Regions from separate parts of the Mus musculus genome. Here region 1 is linked to region 2. Evidence: chromatin contacts called from public HiChIP or PLAC-seq data. All regions are on one chromosome and are shown on one strand. The core of a region is the stretch at or near the end of the contact, and the rest is flanking DNA. Distances in the headings are between cores, read along the strand shown. Region 1 overlaps Astn1 (astrotactin 1). Region 2 holds the start of Astn1 (astrotactin 1).

Evidence for each region. HiChIP or PLAC-seq counts read pairs in DNA pulled down with a chosen protein or histone mark.
Region 1: an H3K4me3 HiChIP or PLAC-seq map of neural progenitor cells shows a contact between it and region 2, with 3 times the contacts expected there. The contact joins the enhancer-like site here to the promoter of Astn1 in region 2. A contact is called at or near these places in 2 of 39 promoter capture datasets (epiblast stem cells and stem cell-derived epiblast-like cells), 1 of 484 Hi-C or Micro-C datasets (neural progenitor cells), 1 of 115 datasets of contacts at active chromatin or transcription factors (neural progenitor cells) and 2 of 9 other capture datasets (adipose tissue and liver).

The regions. Positions count from the first base shown.
Region 1 is chr1:158,461,111-158,466,693 of GRCm38.p6, forward strand. All of the region lies in intron 1 of Astn1 (astrotactin 1), which reads left to right. All of the region lies in intron 1 of Gm37679 (a long non-coding RNA gene), which reads right to left. Among named protein-coding and RNA genes, the nearest start is that of Mir488, 42 kb to the right of the region's middle. Within about 2 kb of position 3,026, at least 27 of the 459 cell types and tissues checked have an H3K27ac peak or open chromatin away from gene starts, as enhancers often do. A contact at or near this core is called in neural progenitor cells, where this site is marked.
Region 2 is chr1:158,358,935-158,364,164 of GRCm38.p6, forward strand. It overlaps Astn1 (astrotactin 1), which reads left to right and starts at 3,370. Exons shown (of 23, transcript NM_007495.4): 1 at 3,370-3,931. The coding sequence starts at 3,649.

The DNA.
Region 1 (5,583 bases), core at 1,776-4,275, 100 kb after region 2:
AGTTCTATGAACCCCACCCCTCCCTAAGGGCTGATTAATTTGTAAAGAGGGGCTTATAATAAGGGCTTTGCAAATCATATGAGAGGAGCCCGAAGGGAGTTTTTATGGAGCTAAGTCTTCATGGCTATTCCTTGATACTTTCCTCTTTGGCTGGATAACACAATGATGACAGTGAGATCATGATAACATTTCATCTTCACTTTGGAGGAGCCTCTGTTCCAGACCTTGAGATGACAAGTGTAGATGATAGGAAGGTAACACTAGAAAACCTTGGAGTAAGAACAGGCTTTCAAGCTCACTAGTCCTCACCGTTCTGTAGGAGACAATGGTGCAGAGATAGACAAAGAGGCAAATGTGCTGGTCCTCTGTGCACCACCCTCCAGCACTCAGGCTCAGAGATGGAAGCTCATGTGGTTGTGTCTGAGGAGAAGATGAAAGTGCAGTGTTCCAGTTGAGTAGGAAGACTCTTGAGATTTACACTAAAAGGAGACTGGGCCAATAATCTAGAAAGTAGGATCTAGTGTAGCACTGAAGAAGGCTCAACTATTATTTTAATACACCTTGATTTGCTGCTCTACTGCCTACAACTACCATGCTTCATCCATCTGGGAGGACCTGACCTTATCTTATCTCACCTTATCTTATCTCATTTTACCTTATCTTACCTTATCTTATTTTATCGAGGCAGGGGTCTCACCTGTAGCCTTGGATAGGCTGAATCTCACTATGTAGACCTGGTTGACCTAAAACTCACAGAGATCTGCCTGCCTCTCCCTCCAGAGTGCTGGGATTAAAGGCGTGTACTACTCTACCCAGCAGGACCTGCTTAATTTAATTCAGGGTCATGTTGTCCAGTACCTGGCATTCAGTTCACTGAAAGCTGGCCTTTTGCCAGTCTTTGACGGGCACAGATACCATGGCATCCCGTGGTGGAAGTTCAGTCACTAGATCTTAAAGTAGTGATAGTATTATTTGACTTCTGTCAGACACACATACAAGTTTTGTTTGTTTTGTTTTGTTTGCTAAATAATACTTCCAGGAATGTAGCATTTTGATCTGGCTTACATTCCTTAGTGGGGACTGAACTAATTCATGAACTTACTTTTCAAGACTTTTAAGATGTTGAAGCCCCTGGGACCATTTGCAGGCACAATGTACTTAATTCTGTCAAAGCTTATTGATCAATTTTAGGATTTTTATAAATGACACCACTAATCACAACAATGATGGCACTAGTCTTTATTGTTTGTTAAGTGCTGGAAACTGCTAAGCTACCAGTTTGCATATATCCTGAGACTGGGATTTGTAAAGTAAGGACTAGAAGGTATGATAGTGAACAGTACTTTTAAAACCAAGAGACCACACTTTCCCCCTCTCCCATTCTAGTGTTTCCTAACTGAGCAAACCTGGTTAAGGAGGCTAACACCTCTGGAATTCAAGTTCCTTAATTGTAAACTAGTGAGATCTAGTCCTTAGTTGAAGGGTCATGAGGTTTAAGACACTCATGTATACTGAGAGAGCTGCTCAGCTCAGTTAACATCTAGTAGGAATCTCCTCACTTGTGGAGTCGAATCATAGACAATAAGAACAGAAATATAATGGAACAAGAACAAATTAGAAGTGGAACTGCATCAAGACAGCTTAGAGAAAGCAACATATCATCCCCTTTCTATACACTGTTTACTCTACCCAGTGAATGTTACTGGGTTCTTCTTTCTCGCTCTTCTCTACCATTTCAACCCTCAAATACTTACTAGGAAAGATAAAAAGTATAGAACAGAAAGAGGTGATGTTATCATTAGACTGCTTCGTGCTGATTAGGGCCACCAAGTTCCTTGGAGCAAGTTTGCTCTTTGCCATCAGGATTTCTGATTTATTCTTGTTTCTTCTTTACACATGACTACCTCACAAACAATGACCAACAACAACCAATAGCAAACAACCAACAACCAACAACCCACCATGCCTCTAGGGCCCAGCATTTATATACCCTCTGAGAAATCCCAAGAATTCCAAACATTACATAATTGCAGAAACTATATCTGCCATTGGCAAAATCATGGCCCTGCTAGAGCACAAGGTACAACACAGTCATTGCTATGGACAATCTGAAGCTGCCCCATATCCCACACCTGGAATTATAACAAAAGCATATTCTTATAATATTTCTGTATTTTTAAAAGAAATCAAAATGCCAAAATTTTCATTATAACTCTCATGATATTTTTGCATCATCAAACCCCCTTTTCGATCTACCTTTTCAAGCAAGATCCACAGACCCTCACAACCTCGAGATAGTCCATGATATGAGAATTGTGATACTGAAACCTTTGTTTGCAAAAGATCCAGAGCACCAGAGAGAGGACTTTGAGTACAAAGCGCTCTTATAGGGTCTAGTGGGAACTTTCCTTATAATTAATTACCTTGTAACAAGTGCTCTGGGTTTCTAAAACCCAGGTGTCCATATTGCTCCTAGTGCCATATAGAGTAACCCCCCTACCCCCCAGACTTAAAAAGCTCAAATTAGAATTCAGGTGGTGAAACCTCAAGCTTCAAATGACTTATTCTTCCCACAATGTATGAAACGATCTATAAATACATATTTTAACATCATGAAATTTAAATATTATTACACATCTTACTTGATGTCAGATTTTGTTAAATGCATGTCGTTATCTCAATTTTCAAAGGTCAGCCATGTGGCAGTGGAGAATAGAACTAGATGTAAGTTTTTTTTGTTTTTTGTTTTTTTAATCCTTTCACCAGTACATCTGCAGCTCAAATAACCTGGTTCTTTTCAAAGAGCTTTGCCCCACCCCCTTTTCAAATGAGACTTTAATGAGTATCATGTGGATAAACTCTTTGCAGAGGTTTGAAAAGATCCAGAGAAACACTGTGATAGGAACAAGTAAACCATTTTGGATGGAATCACAAGCCATTTGAATGCTTCTCATCTCTCTGGTTGTGTCAGAACCTTTTGGCTGCATCTTTCCCCCACAGGAATGTTTTCGTCTCCATGGCTAGGTAAATAAAATGTGTGTGCGGTTGCTCCATTGATTGCTATTCATGTCAGTACTGTAGCACAGAGTGACCTACTTCCAGCAGCATCCATAGAAAGCTTCATCGCTGTCCATGGTAGCTGATTTAAAAAGCCACCCTCCACTTCCCACAACTCCCACCTGCGACTGCCCTCAGACATGGCGATCTGTCCAGTACCCAGCCCCGTATTTCTTCCTTTCATCATACTTACTCCCTGTGTTGGTTCATTTTATTCCACCTTTGTACATTCCTGGAAAAGAAATGGGTGGGTGGGCAGCTTTAAAGGAAGCTGAAGTCTCCGATTTTTTGGAGTATAGCATTCTCAAAGAATATTGTTTTGGGGTGTTAAGAGATCAGGTGCTTGACATACATAATGCATGTCCATATGTTATATGTATTATGTAAATTGTACATACACTGCCTTATATATAAATAATGTGCAGAAGGTTAGTAGCTAACTGGGAACCATTTGTAGATGGAAGTGTCCCCATAAGAGAATCCTACTTTGAAATTACAGTAGACACTTCAGCCAACACTTACTCTACAGAATGATAGACTGCACTGACACACAACTATTCCAAAGGCCAAGAGGAAAGCCTAATTTAAAAAATCTCTAAAGATCGCTATCCCACTGGCATGCAAAAATATGCTTAGCCTGTTCCTGACTTGGGGTTTGACTACCACCAAATGCCATGCTTCATTTAGTGACATCAACGAGGGGGCAGAACTAGAGAGATCTTGGAGACAACCATCCCATCTCTTGAACACATGGCATATGAGTTCCAGAGATGGCCACATACTTCCTTCCATGTCCTTGTTCAGTGCTCTATGCACCTTGTGCTTCTATTTCTCATCACTGAGCCAGTGATGTACTGAACCCCTAATTTATGAGTCATGCAGGGTGAATGTCACCAATCTGAGGACATAGACATTCAATTAGCCTTCATCTAGTCATGGGTGAATCTCTACTCCAAATCTCAGCAAATCAAGAAGGTTCTGATTACCTGAGCAAAGACGTCCTTGTGCTTCTGTTAATAGCTGTTTGGCATTTTAAGCTGTCTTGATCTAAAGCTTTGCTGGATAGATCTGTATTCAGGGTTTGGAGGAGGAAGACAGAGCAGAACAATAGACAGCAGCTTCAGCCCAGCAGATTGAATTCGGCAACCACCAGAGGAGTTACATTCCTAAATGGTTTATGAACATCTTCACAAAGGAATTCCCTGGCTGTGACATCTCCCATTTTGTCCATTTAGCTAGGCATTAGCAACACACACTCCAGGCAAACCGGCAGAGTACCTGGCATCTATGCCGGCTGAACTCAGGCCCAGCAGGGCACGTTTTCTTATGTGATTTTCACTCTGGGATGCAGGATCATTCCACTTCAGAGCTCCAAAGCAGATGGTCCCTGTGGTAAGAGGTGCAGCCCGCAGGCCAACGCAGCCCAAGGCCCCCATCATTTTTCTGACTGACCTCATTTCCTCCACATCTCTTGACTTTGTCCTTTCTCTCTACTTCCTCCTCCTCTGTCTGCCCCTCATCTTCCTTCACAGATGGCCAAGACACTAATGTGCTGCTGTCATTATGTTTATGAAACAAGTTGAGGTCTTTAGAGGCTGCTGTTCCTGAGACATTAAAGACTGGTGTCACTTTGATACCAGGGTGGAGATTTGCAAGATAATTAGTGATCCCTGGCTGTCATTAACCCCTGACTTAAGCAGGTTATTTTCTTACAAAGGTGTTGAAAGTTAATACCATTGTTAATAGTTTCAGCCAGAAGACCATAATGAAACCATGTGGAAAACCAGGCCTACCATCAATAACTTTCAAGCTCTGAATTAGGGAGTAGAGAAGGAAAATAAGAAAAAAAAATGGAAAGAAAAATTGGCTATTTCTGTCACAGGCTCATTTGGTAACATTTTTGATGGCCACTTTCATTTGGTAAGACACAATAGTTACACTTTTTTGTTTTCGATGGTTGGTCTAGCACTATTAATTATTTGAGTTTAATATTCTAATTTTTGTATGTGTGTGCCCCATGCGCATATGTGGAGATTAGATATTGGATTTTCTTTTCTATCAGACTGTGCTTATTCTCCTGTGACAGCCGCACTAACCTGGAGCTCAGTGTTCTTGTTTCGTTTTTTTGTTTGTTTGTGGGGATTTTTATGGTTCATTTTGTTCTTTTTAATTTGTGTTTTGTGTTTGGTTGGTTGGTTGGTTGGTTTGGCTAGGCTGGCAGCAAGCAAGACTTTGTAATCCTATTTCTACACTACCTTGTGCTGGGCTCACACACCTTGCCCAGGCTTGACTCCTTACACAGGAGCTGGGGATCTGGATGAAGGTGTTCTTGCTTAAGTAGCATGTGCTACTGAGTCATCTTCCTCTTGAATTCATCTTTATTACACAAGGACACTCACAGTGGCCACTGCGATAACATATAGTGCGAGTGAGGCTCCATTCTGTTTGCACAAGTGTTGTCTTTTACATGCAATTATTTCACAAATAATATAAGGGTATGTGTAACATTCCACTTAGCATTGAAAA
Region 2 (5,230 bases), core at 2,120-4,619:
ATTTCCAAGATGAGGCTGGAGGTTTATCTGAGTAGTTTGGATAACCTAAGGAATGAAGAGCACTGTGACGAGAAGGGCCTAGGAGTGAGGATGGGAAACAGCCTCATCTTCATTGGTGTGTATGTGTGTGAACACATAGTTTGGGGAGTTAGTGATCAGGGAATGAAATACTTGACAGTGAGCAATCAACCTAGGGGAATAAGTGTAAGAAATGAACATTTTAAATTTTCAAACCACAGAATTCTGGTACCTGAGCTCTTGGGTATAGAGTTGGCTTATGAAGAAAGCAATCCAAAGGTATTAAGAGTCATAAAAAGAAGCCACTGACATTTAAATATAAAACAGTGAACCTCAGAGAAGAAGTCAGGCTTACACCTTACAAAACTTGGTATTTTTAAATAACATGCTTTATTTTAAATAAGTTTATATTAAAATTATTTTATATTTAATATACTTAGTAAGTTTATAGTTAAATAGTATATTTTAAATAATATAAACACTTGCATGTATACTATTTATAGAATGGGATATGGATAGAGATAATTGAGCTTATTCTCTTCATGAGAAACTAAAGATGGGCACAGTTCAAGTTCTCCTCCAAAGGAGAGTGTGAGGCCAAGCTTTGACCCACATATGTGGCTTTGCTACAGCACATCACTGCTACACATAAGAGGTGACTGAGACTCACCTGAATCTCGTCATCTCACTTAAGAGGAAAGCATGACCCAGGAGATACTCTCTGGTTTCTGTGAGCTGCAATTTCTATCCTCATCTCTAGATATTTAATTCCTGAAAAGTAGCAGATATGATGTTACATCCTGTGTAGGGAAACCATGAGCCTTGGCAAAATATATTGTCGTTTTGTTCCCATAGCCTTGATTGTTAAACTCTTCTGTGGAAACTGACATCATATAGAAGTTCAAGATGTCAATATCTAACACTCTCAGATGTGACATTTTAAGAAGACTCCACAGTGATTTGGGGAAAGCCACTGCTTTCCCCAACCCTCCACTGCTACACTTGTGCTTTCTAACACAGCACTTTTCAAAATTAGAATGATTTAAAAATTATTGTAGGCTACGTAGCATTCAGAAATAGGAGGACTATTCCTTCTGCCCGTGCTCTGATGGATGCCCATGAGAAATGGAGTGTCAGATGAATGAGTTGGCATCATTTCAGAAATATTGTTTGTGCTTTCAGTGACACAGAGTCTTCGTACATTGAGCTCATCAAGCCTCTCGCTATTTTCTTGACTTTGGTTTCTTCATTTGTTAATCAAGCCAATCTGCTATGAGACGGATAATCTGACAGTTGCACCCCATTTCTCACACTTCAGAGACACTTCTGTTTCCTGGCTTCCCTTTATCCCATGGCAAATCACATTGCCTCTCTATGTGCCATGCTTTTCTAGAGAAAAGGAGAAGAGGAGAAGGTTTCATGGAGACTTTATGTCCTTTGGCTTTATGTCCTTGGTCTTTATGTCCAATCACATGAAAATCAAGAAACTTGGCTGGGTTTTCTTAAATCACCCATGATATTTTCATGAAGAAAAACACACATCAAAAGTCCTGCAAATGTTCATCTGATGAAGGTAGTATGTGCTTTGAGGTAACTACTAGTCATGTCATTTCCAATATTATAAGAAGCAAACATTTGTTTGCTGTTAAGGGAGCAGTGAAGATGGATGGGAAGGTCATTAGTTAATGTATCCTTTTGTCAGTAGTTTGCAAGGAAAACATGATAATATACATATGCATTAATTTTCAGATATGTCATTTTGAAACAAAACTTACATCAGTTCACCAGTTGTTGTTGTTGTTTTTTTCTTTTTATCCATTTTTCCCCTTTTTCTTTCATTCCTTAAATGTGACCTTAAACATGGCTGGCTCAACTAGATTGAGCTATTCAATTAGATTAATCTTGTGAAATGTATGGCACATAGCTTTATCTCTTAAAGGACACACATCTGCGTTTGTCAATAGGTCACGTCAGGTAGGTCAGAACAGCAACTGTTTCAAAGCTGGGGTCCTATTTGAGAAGGTGGTGATTTCCATGTCTGCATAGGGACTGAACCCATCTTCCTGCTGGTATTTAAACACTGAACAGCCATGTTGGAAGAGGATACTTTAGAATTAAGTCATTGCTTATCATGTTGAAGTTCAGCCAAATATCAGATCCCAGCATTCCCCAAATGTTGCTTTTCTTATATGGTCTATGGCATCCAGCACATAAGGACAACAGCAGCAGCACTAGCTGAAGCAGAACTTCTATAAACTTTGGGTGGTGGTAGTGTTGTTCCTAAGAATACTTAGTAAGTAAAGGGGCTAAGTATGCTGTTTCTTTCTTGACAGAGTTTGAATTGACCTTCAACACAACCAGCAATGTTCTTTTATTACTTCCCCATGGACTTTGGCTAATGAGAAACTTGAGTTTTCACATATACTTTCTACTCTGTTCTGTTTACTGAATTTTCTAGAATTAAATGCTTATGGTTTCTTTGAGCTAAGTCTGCTTTCCCTGTCAATCATAGCACTCCCATCATCTTTTTATTGCTTATTGTACATAGCATTTGTGACAGAGATAAAATGAGGCATAAGTTGTAAGTGAAAGTTCTACATTGCTTAACAGTATGAGTTACATCGACTTCCTTCTTTTGTTGTTCATCATTTTTTCATTGCTGTATTTATATCAATATTGCAAATATTATCTTTAATCATTCTGCAGAATCCATATTGGTTCAAAATATATACGTGTGCATTTATCTCAACACCTTAATCCAACAGACAAATCCAATCCAACTAAGAAGTTGATTTTTTTAAAGAGAATGAAGAGGAGGAGGGGGAGGAGAAGAAGAAGGAGGAATAGGAGGGGGGGAAGGACTTGGAGGAGGAGGAGGAGGAGGAGGAAGGGGAAGAAGAAGAAGAAGAAGAAGAAGAAGAAGAAGAAGAAGAAGAAGAAGAAGAAGAAGAAGAAGAAGAAGAAGAAGAAGAAGAAAAACAACAACAACAAGAACGAGAAGAAAAAGAACAAGAACAAGAAGAACAAGAAGAATAAGCCACACCCACAAACCCCCAAAACACTGGGCACTCTTTTTAAAATGTAAAATAACACCCCCAACCCCCTACACCTGCTTTTGAAGATGAGCCCTTTAAGGTGTGTGCCAGTGCATGCCTTTTCCCAAGCCATTTGGATGCTGCTGCGACAGGAGAGATTTTTGCATTACAAAGACGCAATTTTAAAAATGCAGAGCAGGTAGTTAATAACCAAGAGCCCTGGGGATGGAGAGGAGGAGAGAGGCAGGAGCATCATCAACCAGCTGGGGGCTGACCTGATTCCCTAGAATCCCCAGCTCTCTTCCTCTTTCCTCCCAACATCCTTCCTTTCCTTTTTCTCTCCCCCCCAACCCCCCTTTCCTTTCCCCAGATAAGCAGCTCCGGGAAACAAAGAGCTGGGCTCTCCAGACCTCAGCGCTGGAACCTAAGGCTCTCTGAGTAGCATCTCATTTCGGGGACCAGGGCTCTCGAGCTCCGTGTCCCCTCCCCAACTCCCCCCCCCCCCCCCCGCCTCCCTTGCTTGCTCGCTGCTCCCTCCCTGCTGGCTGCCTCCCCCACCATCGCAGCGCTGGGAGGAAGGCGGCCAGGGCTCAAGATGGCTTTAGCCGGGCTCTGCGCCCTGTTCGCCTGCTGCTGGGGGCCGGCTGCGGTGCTGGCCACAGCTGCCGGCGACGTGGATCCATCCAAGGAGCTGGAGTGCAAGCTCAAGAGCATCACTGTGTCGGCACTGCCCTTCCTGCGCGAGAACGACCTGAGCATCATGCACAGTCCCTCGGCCTCCGAACCCAAGCTTCTCTTCTCCGTGCGCAATGACTTCCCGGGAGAAATGGTCGTGGTGGACGACCTAGAGAACACGGAGCTACCCTATTTCGTGCTGGGTGAGTCCCGGGAAAGGTGGAAGAGGCCAGAGGAGGCGCTGGACAGGCGGTCCCCCACCCCCTTGGCCCGTTCCACACATCCACTTGCTGTTGCCACTTCCCCTCCCCCACACTACCTCCCTGGATCCGCCCCACTCGTGGACCTTTCTTCACACCCACTTGCAGGCCAGCACTTGGGCCTCAGTGCACCTGATGTCTCCCCAAATCCAGTCTGGAGACCTGAACCTTCCTTCTTAGTTGCCTTGCCCCAAAGGAACAGGTTGCTAGTGTCTCTGAAACCTTCCTCAGTCTTGAGCTGCGAGTTTTCACTCAGGAACACATCTGAACAGAGTCAGTTTCCATCTGAACTCTCATAGGCCTCTCTCCTTGCTTGCATGCCACATGCTTAGTAGTTCTTTGCTTCACATCCTTGGGCACCCAAACTCACCCACAGCCATCCCCAAGGCTTTAGGAACAGTTCTGTGGTCATCCTGCCAGCGTGGACATACTTCACTACTAGGACTGCTCCCCACTCCTTAGGGCTCAAATACCCTTCCTTCCAAACAAATTTCTTATGTGCCTGGAGTTTAGCTTAGGAAGTTGTACCTTCATGACTAAATCCAACAACCTCTTTGTTCGAGTGCCCTCACATCTCCATGACATTTTAAAGTGTCTCCAAAGGAAATGGTCCAAACTGGGTGACCTAATGATCACTATTGCTCCCCTCTGTCCTCCAAACTACCCTAGCTATAACTGCACACAGAATGGCTTCTCTTTCCTTTTGTTGACATCGCTCTTTCTCCTAATTTTCTTAGGCCTCAAAATTCCTTCAGGCCCTGCATCTTATATCCCTTTGACACCACTTTTCTTGCTTTCATTAGCAGCATCTTGCAAAGCATCACAGGTGCCACATTTCTCTACTTCTCCATCCTGCCTGCTCCAACTGTGCACTCCATTTCTTCGGAGTACAATTACGAAGTCTTACACTATGCTTCACATATTCCAATGTTGTCCAGGAGAAGGGTTAAAGGTAACCATAACTCAGAGAGAGAGAGAGAGAGAGAGAGAGAGAGAGAGAGAGAGAGAGAATACTATCACATTTACTTAATGTCCTACAAACTCAGAATCACTTTGTAGGAACATGACTCCCTACTGGCCATGTGTAGGTTGAAACTACAGGTGAAATTAGAGCGTTTCCCCCCCTGCTCTTCTTTTACAAAGATTCACCTTTATACAGAGAGCAGAGAGAGTAGGTGACTAAACCCTCCTCTCTGAGCCACAATGGAGAAGTAATTTTAAAAATTGCCTGGTTCTATGAAA